Regions from separate parts of the Mus musculus genome. Here region 1 is linked to region 2. Evidence: chromatin contacts called from public HiChIP or PLAC-seq data. All regions are on one chromosome and are shown on one strand. Each heading gives the region's core, a stretch centred on a gene start, on an enhancer-like site or on the middle of the called end of the contact. The rest is flanking DNA. Distances are from core to core; before and after follow the strand shown. Region 1 overlaps Cacna2d2 (calcium channel, voltage-dependent, alpha 2/delta subunit 2). Region 2 holds the start of Hemk1 (HemK methyltransferase family member 1).

What was found. HiChIP or PLAC-seq counts read pairs in DNA pulled down with a chosen protein or histone mark.
Region 1: a contact with region 2 is called in an H3K4me3 HiChIP or PLAC-seq map of the SCID.adh cell line, with 4 times the contacts expected there. The contact joins the enhancer-like site here to the promoter of Hemk1 in region 2. A contact is called at or near these places in 5 of 39 promoter capture datasets (the C10 cell line, embryonic stem cells, hematopoietic stem and progenitor cells and 2 more), 2 of 15 datasets of contacts at CTCF or cohesin (both in embryonic stem cells), 2 of 484 Hi-C or Micro-C datasets (embryonic fibroblasts and nephron progenitors), 21 of 115 datasets of contacts at active chromatin or transcription factors (the 230-238 cell line, the SCID.adh cell line, bone marrow-derived macrophages and 14 more) and 3 of 9 other capture datasets (adipose tissue, liver and pancreatic islet).

The regions. Positions count from the first base shown.
Region 1 is chr9:107,507,631-107,513,500 of GRCm38.p6, forward strand. Cacna2d2 (calcium channel, voltage-dependent, alpha 2/delta subunit 2) reads left to right here. Exons shown (of 38, transcript NM_001174049.1): 6 at 1,565-1,706; 7 at 4,371-4,502; 8 at 4,673-4,730; 9 at 5,424-5,474; 10 at 5,603-5,702; 11 at 5,843-5,870. Among named protein-coding and RNA genes, the nearest start is that of Gm34037, 20 kb to the left of the region's middle. Within about 2 kb of position 3,216, at least 7 of the 459 cell types and tissues checked have an H3K27ac peak or open chromatin away from gene starts, as enhancers often do. A contact at or near this core is called in the SCID.adh cell line, where this site is marked.
Region 2 is chr9:107,334,490-107,340,718 of GRCm38.p6, forward strand. Hemk1 (HemK methyltransferase family member 1) reads right to left here and starts at 3,861. Exons shown (of 11, transcript NM_133984.2): 1 at 3,792-3,861; 2 at 2,512-2,889; 3 at 2,083-2,174; 4 at 1,690-1,783. The coding sequence starts at 2,742. 6430571L13Rik (RIKEN cDNA 6430571L13 gene) reads left to right here and starts at 6,151. Exons shown (of 6, transcript NM_175486.3): 1 at 6,151-6,229.

The DNA of each region.
Region 1 (5,870 bases), core at 1,966-4,465, 170 kb after region 2:
TTGGTTTGTTTTTAATCTTTGCCAGAGGTACAGTTAGAGATCTTTCTAGACCATTTACTTTTAAATTGCCAGCCAGAAGGTGGGGGTGGGGGAAGAGAAGGAGAAAGTTCGAAGGCTGAAGGCTTATCAGAATGGAATCCAAATGTCACATTAGTTGGGAAAGTTGGGAGATTAAATTTTTCAGTGCCCTTCATCTGCCGCTGACATTTGGGGGGGCTTTCTTCTCCCACGCCTCTCCCTCTGAGTGGAGCATACGTGGCTTACACCTCCCAGACCGCTGGCTCCCTACTCCAGCCCATATGCTCAGCAGCTGCCTACCCTGGCTTTACCCAGCACCTAAGGACATTCCAGGGGCTTCCCAAAGCGGGCAGGAGGTGGGCGTGCCCGGTGAAGGGCAGGAAGGACAATAGACAGCTTGAATGTTGATGTCCAAAACCATCCCTGAAAGATGGGTAGGGGACAGACTCGGGTCACTTCAGAGCTGTGTCCTAGGATGTGGCCTGGTGGAAATGACCTGGGCAGTAACCAAGAGATTGAAATGCTCTAGGAGGGAGAAGTCTGGGCTTCAGGGAGCCAAGGAAGAGCAACCCTGGAGACCCATTGGGAAAAGGATAAATGGAGCCTGCGCTGAACTTACTCAAAAGGGTCTTGGGTGGGGAAACAGGGTGTGGGAGTGTGTGGAGCATTCCACACGTCTCCCTTGCCTCCCTGTCTGGCTTTTTCTTCTTCCTCTGTACTTTCTCCAGCATCTTCCTGCCTTGCTTGCACACCTGCACTGGAGCCTGTTCCCCCATGGGCGGCAGCATCGTCTCTGTAGCCAAGGCGCCACTCCTGCCAGCCTGTAGTAGTAGGCGGCTGGGGGTTGGGGGGCTGCACAGCGCATGCCCAGCTTGCCTGGCCGAGAGATACCATAATTGGCACCTGTCAGGCAGCTGCAGCTTGTTTTAGAAAATCAACGGGGGCCTTTATAGTCCTGCTGCTAGCGGGCATGGTAGACCCTCCCTCTGTAGGTCACTCGGTCTCTGTACTAGCCCCCACTCATCTCTAGAGCTACCCTGCTATGGGAGATGGTTCCCCAAATGGGGCTAGGACTGTCTGGTACTAAAGGAGCCGGTATACGGCGGGGGTGGGGGGGAAGGGTGGGACTCAGCGGGGAGTATGGGGGTGCAAAGCTGCCTGCCAAGGCTTTGCTGTAATTGCACAAGGCGTGTCCTTGGAAGCAGAAGTCTGCAGCCCACTCCTAACTGGCTCTCCTGTTTGCCTCCTTCACTGACAGTTGCCTTTCAAGGATGTAGAGAAGGGGTCATTTGGTTTTGGTTTTAGCTGTGATTTGGCAAATGGATGGGCAAAGGCAGGCAAATTCACCCAGGGAAGCCTTCTGGATAAGGGGTCCATATGCTGTACCCATGTTCTCCCATGTCTCTCCATCTGTCTCTTGTCTCTACAATAACCTCTGCCCTTAAGATGACCCTGTCTTCTGGACTCTGGCCCTCCCTGTCCTCACCTGCGAGCCTAACCAACCCACTCACCATTTTCCTGACACGGGTGGGGGTGCTTTCTGCAGGATGACCCTGAGAGTGAAGATATGGAGAGGGGATCCAAGACCAGCGCCTTAAGGCTGGACTTCATCGAGGACCCAAACTTCAAGAACAAAGTCAACTATTCATACACGGCTGTGCAGATCCCCACAGACATCTACAAAGGCTGTAAGTGTAAGGGGAGGGGGGAAGAGCCCTTCCCACCCACGTGGGGTAGGGCCCACTCCCTGAGCATTCCAGGTCCCTGAGATAGAAAGCTAGTGCCACCTACCTCTGGCCAGTCCCCTGCACCCAAGGTCATACACGTTCATTTCTCTGACCTACCCACATATAGACCTTCACACTTGGCAGAACTTGAAACACAGCTTCTTTGCTGGTATGGTCTAAGCCTATGTGTACACATATCCCACATATACATGCACACATACATCCCTTGCTCTCACTGCTGGGCTGAATGCCCCCAGAACAGCCCCTTGCCGCCCCTGCCCGTCTCTGACTCTATTAAGAGGGGCTGGCTGGGAAATGCCAGCATAAGGTGGACACAGAGATTAAAGGCCGCAAGGCAGCTGCCGTAGACAACAGTCACAGGCCTGACTAACCCACTTCTCTCTATGGCCCAGAGCTGAAAGAATGGGAAATGGTTTCTATCCTGCAATAGCCAAGAGTGTGGTGAAGGGGGACCAGGAAAATATGGTTGAGATTCCAAGTCCCAGGGGTGGGACAGCTTTGCACAGTGGAGTCATTATAGCTCCAGTCTACTGCTGGGGCCCCTCATCTGGTGTTTGGCTCTAGGCATCTTCTCCATATACTGTTCCAGTTCCTTAGGAACTTCCTCCAGCAGTAGATTGAAGGCCCTGCCTGGTTCTGACATTACCATGTGAGCACCTACCTATAGGACAGTCTCAAAATCTGCTGGGTTTGGAGGAGGTGGAGGATGGTGTGCTGGGATGCTGGGGAAATGGGGGCAAAGGAGGCAGAGCTACTGTATAGGTTCCAGGAAAAGGGGGAACCCTAGGGTCTTCCAGGAAGCCCCTGTCGCCCTCAACGTCAGCCAGCCCCGCCCCCAGCAGGATGCCAGCAGATCACCTGCATGAGCCAGTCGAGAGGCACTATCACAGGCAGGCACACTAATTAAAACAGGAGCCACACCACCCTCCCCAGTCACCCCTCGCTACCCACACAAATTACATTTTATATGTTCTTTATTTACTGTGTCACTTTTAATTAAATCTGTAATCGCCTGCCTGAGGGGGCATGGTCCCCATTTCCCAACTCACTGTGATCTGAGGGTGTGCGCATGGGTGTGGCGTGGGCGTGTGTGCATGTGGGGGTATTCGCTTCAGTGTGTCATACAGGTATGTCCTTGTGGTCGCAGATATCTGTAGGGACAATCCACCTGCAGCAAGAGTCACCCCTCTGCTGGCAGCCTGAGGGACTTCCAAGTTTCTCAGACAGGAAGAGGCCCAGGGATGGGTAGGCATGCCATGCAGACTCAAGGACACATGGCATTGTGCGAAACATTTGGGTGCCACGCTTCATTTTTTCCTTAAAAAGAAAAATAGAAGTGTTCAACTCACTAGGCTTCTAAATCAGAAACAGGACCATAACACGCTGCTCAATAGGCAGAGCCAATGGAAGAAAGAGGTTTCATGTTGATATTGTGGTCAGTTAAGAAGAACCAGAGACAGAGAGGGATGAAAGCCAAGCTCAGGGAGCAAGACAGCAGAGACACAGCACAGCCCGCACACAAAGCAAAGGCAGAGGGGCGGGCGAGGGTTGGCAGGCCCCTGGGCACCGGCAGGGCCTGAGAGGCTGTCAGGCACAGCTCATCTGTTCTCAGGGAATCAAAGGCCTGAGAGAACCTTCTCTGCCTGTCACTTGAGATCTCTGATAGGGATCACGGAGGGTAGAGTGGCCTGATCCAGTGTAGAGATAAAAACATGCCACACACACACACACACCAGGTAGACTTCGGGGCACCCTGAGTGATGGGACAAGAATGCCATCCAGGTTGGTCAACAGAGTAGAGATCAGCCTTGGTCGGTGGTAGGCCTGGCAGAAGGGAGGGGCCACCCAAGTGCAGCCACAGGGGTTAATGAGGGTGGGTAACTGGTGGTGAGAGCTCCTGTGTACCCCTCGCCCATGGTAGCAATTGGGTGGGTTTGGGCGTAAGGGGCTGGGGCTCCTACGTTTGGCTGGAAGCACAGAAATTAGAGGCAGCGATGCCTGCCATGGATGCAGGCTGTATGTACGTGCGCATATGTGTGCAAGTGTGTGTGCGCGCCTGTGTCGGAAGAGGATCCTGGCCCCACCCCTGCCCCTCTGCAGCCCCCACTGCTGCCCCTGCCTGCTCCTGGCCCCAGTTGATTAATCATGGAGCTGAGTGGCTTCCAGCTTATCAGGTACCTTAATAGCTGAATAATTCCAGCCCCATCAGCGGGCCCTTAATTGCTTTCTTGTGGCTGCGGCCTGGAGTGCATGCTGAGTGGGTGAGCTCCCTGGGGGCCGGCTGCAGGCTCCAGGCAGCATGCTGGATGGGGGCCCAACTCACAGCTCCCTGCCACCCAGGCGGCCCTTCTCCACAGGCCACAAACCACATCAGCCCTGCTTGCTCACCGAGGCCTGGATGAGGGGTAGGCTGAGATATTCCTTTGATGATTTAGAGGAGGGAGAGCAAGAAAATCTCCCTGGAAGAGCTGGTGTGGCCCCACATGAGATCCTGGGAAATCAAAGAAAGCCTGGGCAGGCAGAAAGCAGGGGAGGCCACGGAGATGGGTTTAGCAGGGGGCGACCCCGAACCTCCCAACCCCAGCCTTCTGCCCTGCCCCTCAGCTACCGTCATCCTCAATGAGCTTAACTGGACAGAGGCCCTGGAGAACGTCTTCATTGAGAACCGTAGGCAAGACCCTACACTGTTGTGGCAAGTCTTTGGCAGTGCCACGGGAGTCACTCGCTATTACCCAGGTAGGCACCACTGTCTCCCTGGCCCATCCAGCACCCGTCTTGCTCCATCTCCAAGCCTACCCATTCTGAGGTCCATGGGGTACAATGAACCAGGTCAATCCCCATCACTCCCGCCTGCTCCAGTCAGACCCTTCTGCCGGGCCGGGCCCCTTCACCCCCTCTTTCCACAGCCACACCATGGCGAGCCCCCAAGAAGATTGACCTGTACGATGTCAGAAGACGACCCTGGTGAGTGAGCAAGGGGGGTGGAGGCGAGACACCCCCTCAACTCCCCATCTTTCGTGCCCGCTCCCCTCCCTCCCAATATCCAGACCTCCGAGCAGGGCGCAGCCAGCTCTATCCAATTTTCATTTCACACATCGCTGCCACTGGAAAATGGATCCCATCGCCCAGGCAAGCCGCCCAGCTGCCTCTGCCCCCACGCGTGTCGTCCACTACCCAGCCCCCCCACACCCACTCAGAACTGAAAGCAGACCAGGGAGGGTGCTTCCAGGGGTAGCTAGAGCCTCCGTCAGGTCAGCCGGCCCCACCTACTCATTTGATCCCTGGACACCCCGACCCTCTGCTCTGCCTCTCTCACACTACTCCATGATCTTCCCTCCCTCCTCCATTACACAGCCAGACTCTCTGGAGTCTCTCTAGGACAGAGGACACAAGCCACTAAAGCCTTCTGTCCCCGTGGATCACCTGCCCCTCCCCCTCACCTCTTGTTTACTTAATGAGGGAACCAGATCACTCACGTCACAAGAAAAAAAAAACTGTCTTTTTTATTGAGCATGGTCTTCCCAGTGCCCAGGCCCATTCCAACCCCCATAGTGCGTGGTCAGTAGAAAGAAGCACAGGAATCAGTAAGTGGGTGGAAGAAGGAAGACCCCGCAGGTCCCGGAGGTGCCGTCCTTAACTGAGTCTTCTCACTGGCAGGTATATACAGGGGGCCTCATCACCCAAGGACATGGTCATCATTGTGGATGTGTGAGTGAGCCTTGTAGGCTGGTGGGATGGGCTAGGACTGGACTCTTCTGCCCGGGCACCTTATGAGGGAAGGACGGGAAAACCCTGAGAGCCCACATGCATGCGCCCCCTCCATGCCTGGTTTCCAGGAGTGGCAGCGTGAGCGGCCTGACTCTGAAGCTGATGAAGACGTCCGTCTGTGAGATGCTAGACACGCTCTCTGATGATGACTATGTGAACGTGGCCTCAGTGAGTGGCAAGGTGGCAGGCAGGATGGGTACCACTCACCCCCATCCAACCTGCTCCCATGACAACCATCAGCCCTGTACAACAGCTGCACACTGTGTGGCCAGCCTGAAGCCACTCACCACCCCCCACTGTCCCCACAGTTCAACGAGAAGGCGCAGCCTGTGTCTT
Region 2 (6,229 bases), core at 2,611-5,110:
CTGTGACCCCACTCCCCTGAGTCCCTTCTCTCCACTCCCTACCACAGGCCACGTCCTCTTGATTTCTTAGTAAAGCACTCCCGTCTGATGTGGCTTCCCCTGGGGGCAAACCTGATGAGTTCTCAGAAATGTCTGTACAGTGAGGCAGACCTGGCCTCCCAGCCAACCACAGCATCCTCACTCCCCCCTACTCCGGCAGCAAAGCTGCCTTCCTGGCCCAGGCCCACTTCAAGTGGGTGGGTCACACAGGAGCTGAAAGCCCACACCCCACACTCAGATACCAGGTCAGCTCCAAGGGATGCAAAGGCCACCATGATAGCTGTCCCATGATAGCTGTCCCATGATAGCTGTCCCTCTATGTTCTGAACCTTAACAGTATCCGAGGATGGCAAGTGATCTCCTGACCATGGTCACATATTTGGAAGAAGCTACCGGGCAATCTCCTAAAAGCCTGAAGATGACAGGCCACATCATGCTTAGAGTATCTGTCCCTGGCCTAGGTCATGCCAGTTCTAAATAGGATAGAGTCAGAAAGTTCAGGAGCTGCCTGTGGGTCCCCTTCCTTGACAACCCTGTGACTTCTCCCAGTCCTGCCACACGGTAAGGGGGTAAACCAGGGGATCAACAGATTTGGCTTTTTGGTTTTGTTTTTTTAATGTGTATATAGTATCTTTCCTGTATGTATGTGCATGCAGTACCTAGAAAGGCCAAAGAGGGCATTGGATCCTATGGGACTGTAGTTAGAAATGGTCGTAAACCACTGTGTGGGTTCTGAGAATTGAACCTGGGTCCTTTGGTAGAGAAGTCAGTGCTCTTAAGCACTAAGCCATCTCTTCAGACAGATCAGAGGGTTCACGATCAAGGGATGGAGATTAAAAGGATGAAACGCAGGCAGCTCAAAGGCCACACCCAGTAAAGGTGGAAGGGGACAGACTTTTCCCACGAATGTTTATGAGCCAGGATATCTTTCCAGAAATCAATCTTTTTCAGAGTCTAGTGCCCTCTGATTTTTCTCAGCATCCCCTCATGCAACCCCACTTTACCCCAGAGTCTACTTTCCAGCTTTCAGCTCTGCCATCAACAAAGTCAGGGGAAATCCAAGAAAAACAGAAAAACATCTCTCAAAGATCAGGGTGTGTCCCCAAGGGGCAGCACGCATGGGCCACACAACCACCAGTTCTAGTCATCTGAGGGACTGACACAAGCAATCACCTGACCAGACCACCAAGTCACAGACAGCAAGGCCTGACAGTCCATCATCTGAGTCCAGAGTAGACAGCAATCACCTGTAAGTCCACACTGCTCATGCCAGGCCTCCAGCAGAGCCCCTCCTATTTCCTCCATGCCCTCTAAGTTGCTGAAGGCCACTTATTTCCCATGGGTTGAGTCTGCCATGGGCCCATAGGATAGCTTCTAATGAACACAGTAAGTTGAGCACTACTTGAACCATTCTCTGTCACTTCTGGTCACTGAGGCTGGGGCAGAGGTTTGGAATTTAAAGAGAGTCAAAGGGAGGGGGCAAGAAGGATCCTCAATCATGGCTCAGTCAACCTAGCCAGCAAGACTTATGTGTGAAAGGTGCTGTGAATGGCAGCCATGGGGCCCGAGCGCCCCCTGGAGGAAGTCTGGAGCAAGACGGGTGCCTTGAACCTTTTTCTCATCTTCATCCTGTCTTAGTGAGATACTCACTTCTGTCTCTGGCCGAGGGATGAACACTGGGGGTACCATCTTCAGACTGAGCCCCTGAAAGTCCCACTCCCCAAGGATATACTGCACCGGCATCCTGCAGGAGGAGTATCCAGGGAGTCATCAGGACCAGGACCAGGATGAATAAGGCCAGAGCTCAACTGAGGACTAATGTAGCTAAGGCTATTCAGCAGGGTCCTGACTGCAGTACCCTAGGACAAACAGACTAGCCTTTCCCTTCTTTCAATTTACAACACCAGTCCCTCTCCTCCTACCTCCTTACCCCAACAGATCCCTCTCGACCTCAGACACTTTACTCCTCCCTGGCCATAATTTGGTGGAACCGGTGAAAGATGGATCTCTGTAGAGTCCTCGGATCGGTCCATGGGTGCTTACCTCTGTAATCTACGGCCACATAGCTCCTGGATGCATTCCAATTGTTGAGGGGTCAGTGGCTTGGTCCAAAGTGCTGGTTTCAGGCTCTGAAACTGTTCCCATGGAGAATGTGAGTGGCTGGCTCCCTTGGTCTAGGGACACACACCCAGGTTTGTGTGGACAATGTCTGTCAACTCAACACTAGCCACTTAATCATCCCGGAACACACAGTACCTGGAACACACTGCAGTAGTTTGTTGGATGAATGAATACATGTCTGCCTGAAACATTTGTTCAGCAAAATCCCACCCGACTCAATTAAGCAGCCCGATTGAGGCAAAAATTAAAACCAAACAAAATAAAAACAAATAAAACAACCCCCCTTTCACTATCTATTCCCCAGAGAGTTCCCTCCTCCCTCTCCCTGTCCTCCCTAACATTACACTTAACTGTTTTGGCTCCGAGGACATGAGCCACGATGTACTCACTGGATTCCCGGGCCTCTGGGATACCTCTTTCCTCAAAGACCCGTGTCCAGTGATTAACCATCCCTGTGGCACTCAACGGCCCAGTCAGGGATGAATAAGTCTTCCATGAGTTGAAGGCCCAGCCCTGGAGGACTCCCCTCCTTCCTCGGGGAACAGATAGAAGGGTCCAAAGTATTTGTCCCCAGAGCTTCATTCTTGGAGAAAGGCTTCCAAGTGCCTGAGTCTCTCTTGTGCTATCTGCACTGAGGTAGGGGCTCAGGGTGATCCCTGGGCTGGGCTGGGTGAAGAATCAGTCATGGGTTCCAGTTCTCTGTTTTGTTTCTCAGATGTTTCTGCTACCCTAAAGAAGGATGTGGAAAAAGACTCAAAATGTGCCAGGAAAGGGTGTGCTTTTTAGTCTGTCGCCTCCTGGACTATATTCATATCCCCAGCCAGCTATCTGACTCCTTCTTGTCTTGGCCAGTAACGTTTTGTTATTTTTAGCATAGGTAGGTTGAACTGGCAGGGCTCTGTCCTGTTAAGAGTCAAGGTGTAGGTTTGGGAGTAGGTTAGACCTATGTCAGACCCCAGTGTGAGTGAGTGCAGTTGAGCCGTTGTTTCTGACTTCCAGTTTGCTCCTAATGTGGGAGAAATAAATAACACTAGCTTTCTGGAGAGTGGTGCCTTGACCAACGACTATCAGGGGCCTGGAAGACCCTTGGGACTCACTAACAGATGGCAGGAGACTGCCGTGCTTGGGAGCTTGGCTTGTGACATTCCTTATTGTTTAGAAGCTGAAACGTTGCCTCTATTTTAACCCATAATGAACAATGTTACGCTTAAGTTAGCATAAACAAGTTATCTGAAAACATAAAATCTGTGGTCCCCTCTACTTCCAAACTAAGTAAGGTCCAAACTAAGATTTGCGAGAACCTGCTAACTGCCACATCCTCTCAGACAGGGCTCCAGAAGAGGAAAGCAACTTGCCCACGGTAACTCAGGTATAAAATACCCCGGGCAGAACACAAATCCGGTTCTGCTAGATTCCTGACGCAACTGGGTCCACCAGTACCCAGCTACGGAAGGAACCAAATCTCCAAGCCTCGACACAGCGTCCATCCCAGATCCGCAAACACATTATCAACGATATAAGCGCGCCCTCTCTCCACCCCTGAAAGCGAGGGAGAGGGCCATCCCTGTCTCAAAATCAACGTTGCGGCCATGCATTTCCCATCCGGATCTCCTGCTCTGGTGCATACCTACCAGAGGGCATGCACGCTCGCCCGGCCCACACACAAGTACCAGAAAATTGACCCAGGGTTAGCGCCCCCCCACCCCACCCCGGATGTGCGTAACCTGTAGTGCACTCCCTCGGCGCCTTGCTTCCGCCTCGGTGCTGTTGAGAAAGGGCTCCGGTGAACCGCGTCTCCTTGGTCTAGGGTTCCTAAAGTGGCCGGATTTTCCTTTGAAGACTGTGGGATGCTGAGGAGGCTCAACTGGCCAGCATCTGCAGCCCCCCTAAGGGGAAGTACAGGAATGTGAGAGATGCTCTGCTGGGTCCCAGACCCACTAGTCTTCCTTAAGGTCTCAACAGAGATATGGCTCCAGCCTGCGGTGATTGCTTGAAGCAAACGTTTACATATCCAGCTGGGGCGGAGTGTGGGCAAAAAACAAACCGCGAGGGTGTCACCCACGTGTGCTGGGCTTGAGAGCCAGATTTTGGGGGGCGGGAGGTGGGTGCGTTGTTCTAACTGCTTGTAAGATAGGTCTAGCAGCGTGTGACTGGGTTTCAGTGTTTGGGGGCAGTCTCTGTTTTCGGAAAGGGACCCAGTTTCTAAGGACCCTCCTGACCTCACACGCACATAGAATTTGGAGCAGATAGCAAAACAGCGAATACTGGAAAACTGGATTTACATCCTGATTCTGTTGGCAGCTCGTTGTTTAACTTTGTTTAAATGCCCAGACCTTCTAGGCTTTAGTTGTATCTTTTGTAATATTCATAGCAAGACCTGGTTGTGCAGGCACGTAATCACAGCTTCTGGAGAAGCTGACGCAGGAGGACCATACATTCAAAGCCATCCTGAGTAATTTAGTAAAAATCTGTCTCAAAATTTAAAAGGTGGGACGGGACCTTGAAGAGATGGCTCAGCGGTTAGGAACACATACTGCTCTTGCAGAGAACTGGGTTTCAATTCCAAGCACCCATGTACACATACCCATCCAAACATACATACTTATAATTTTAAGAAATAACATAAAATATTCAAAAATAAATAGTTCACGGGGTAGCTCAATTGATGTGCTCACCTAACAGTCACACAACTCTGGGTTTGATGCCCACAAATGGGGTTTGGTAATACTTATAAATCCTAGTTTTCAGCAGGTGGAGGCAGGGAAACCAGAAACTCATCTTTTAAGGCCAGACTGGGCTACATGAAATCCTGCTTCAAAAAAGTAAAAAATAAAATACTTGAGTAAAAAGGGAGAGGGGCTGGGAGTTGGGTGTACTGGTGCACACCTATAAGTCCCAGTACAAGGGGGTCTGGAGAAATGCCTCAGTGGTTAAGAGCACTGGCTGCTTTTCCAAAGGACCCAGGTTCAATTTTGAGCACCTACAAGGAGGCTAACAGCAGTCTGTAACTCCAGTACCAGAGGATCCAATGCCCTCTTCTGGCTTCCTTGAACACCAGACACATATGTAGTGTACAGATACGTGTGCAGACAAAACATCCTCACACATGAAACTAATTAATTAAAAATTAAAACCCAAGCACCCAGGAGGTGGAGGATTGCCTTGGTTCAAGACTAACCTGGGCAACATAATAAGTATCGGGCCATCCTGGGTTACACACAGTCTGTTTAGGGGATGGGGTGAGGGTAGTTTTAAATGGTTGGGGATACAGCTCTTGGGTATAGGAAATCGGTACTTCTGTCCTGAGATGAATTTTGCTGTGGATGAAAACTATTATGAGAGGAATAGGTGGGCTATCACACAGATAATTCCATCTCAACATCTCTGGACTGAAGTCTCCAGGAGTCACTTACCAAAAACCGCCCTTGTTCCAAAACACCAGAGTTCCTATATAGGCAGGAAACTGAGACAAAAGAAGAGAAGCAGTTTGCTGTTCAAGGTCATAAATTCAATAGAAGATCAAACTGAATTCATTTTAGGTTTCAAATATTCCAGGTCTGGTGGTGCTCTCACCAAATCTCTGTACCTATGATTTTTGCGGCTTACAAGTCTGCCCCAGTGCGGGTGGAGGTGTCCAGGAGTCAGAATTCTGACCCAGAAAGGACCTGGCTACCTACGGTCCTCTGCCTAACTTCCGGCAGGCCATCAGGGTCAGAGGTATTCTCAGAGAGAATCTCTTTTAGCTGTCCGGTTTCAGGTCCAAGCTCCCGCTGGGAGCAGAGCTATATCTGAGCGACAGGCGAGTGAGCCAATGCTGATCGAGCTTTAGGCGAAGCAGCCAATCAGGGTCCGGAGGCGCTGGGGGGGGCAGGAGGCAAGGCACTCCGGCTCCTGGGGATCCCCCGAGGCTGCTCATCCCAGCCCCACCCCCTCCGTGGTCCGGACCCAGCCCACCCCAGCTCAGGTTGTCAGCCAGCGCAGGCTAATACTAGCTGATCCTGCGCGCACGCAAGGCGGACCTTGAGTCGGGACCTGTCGCCCCCAACGCCCGGGCCTGGGTGTTCCCCCG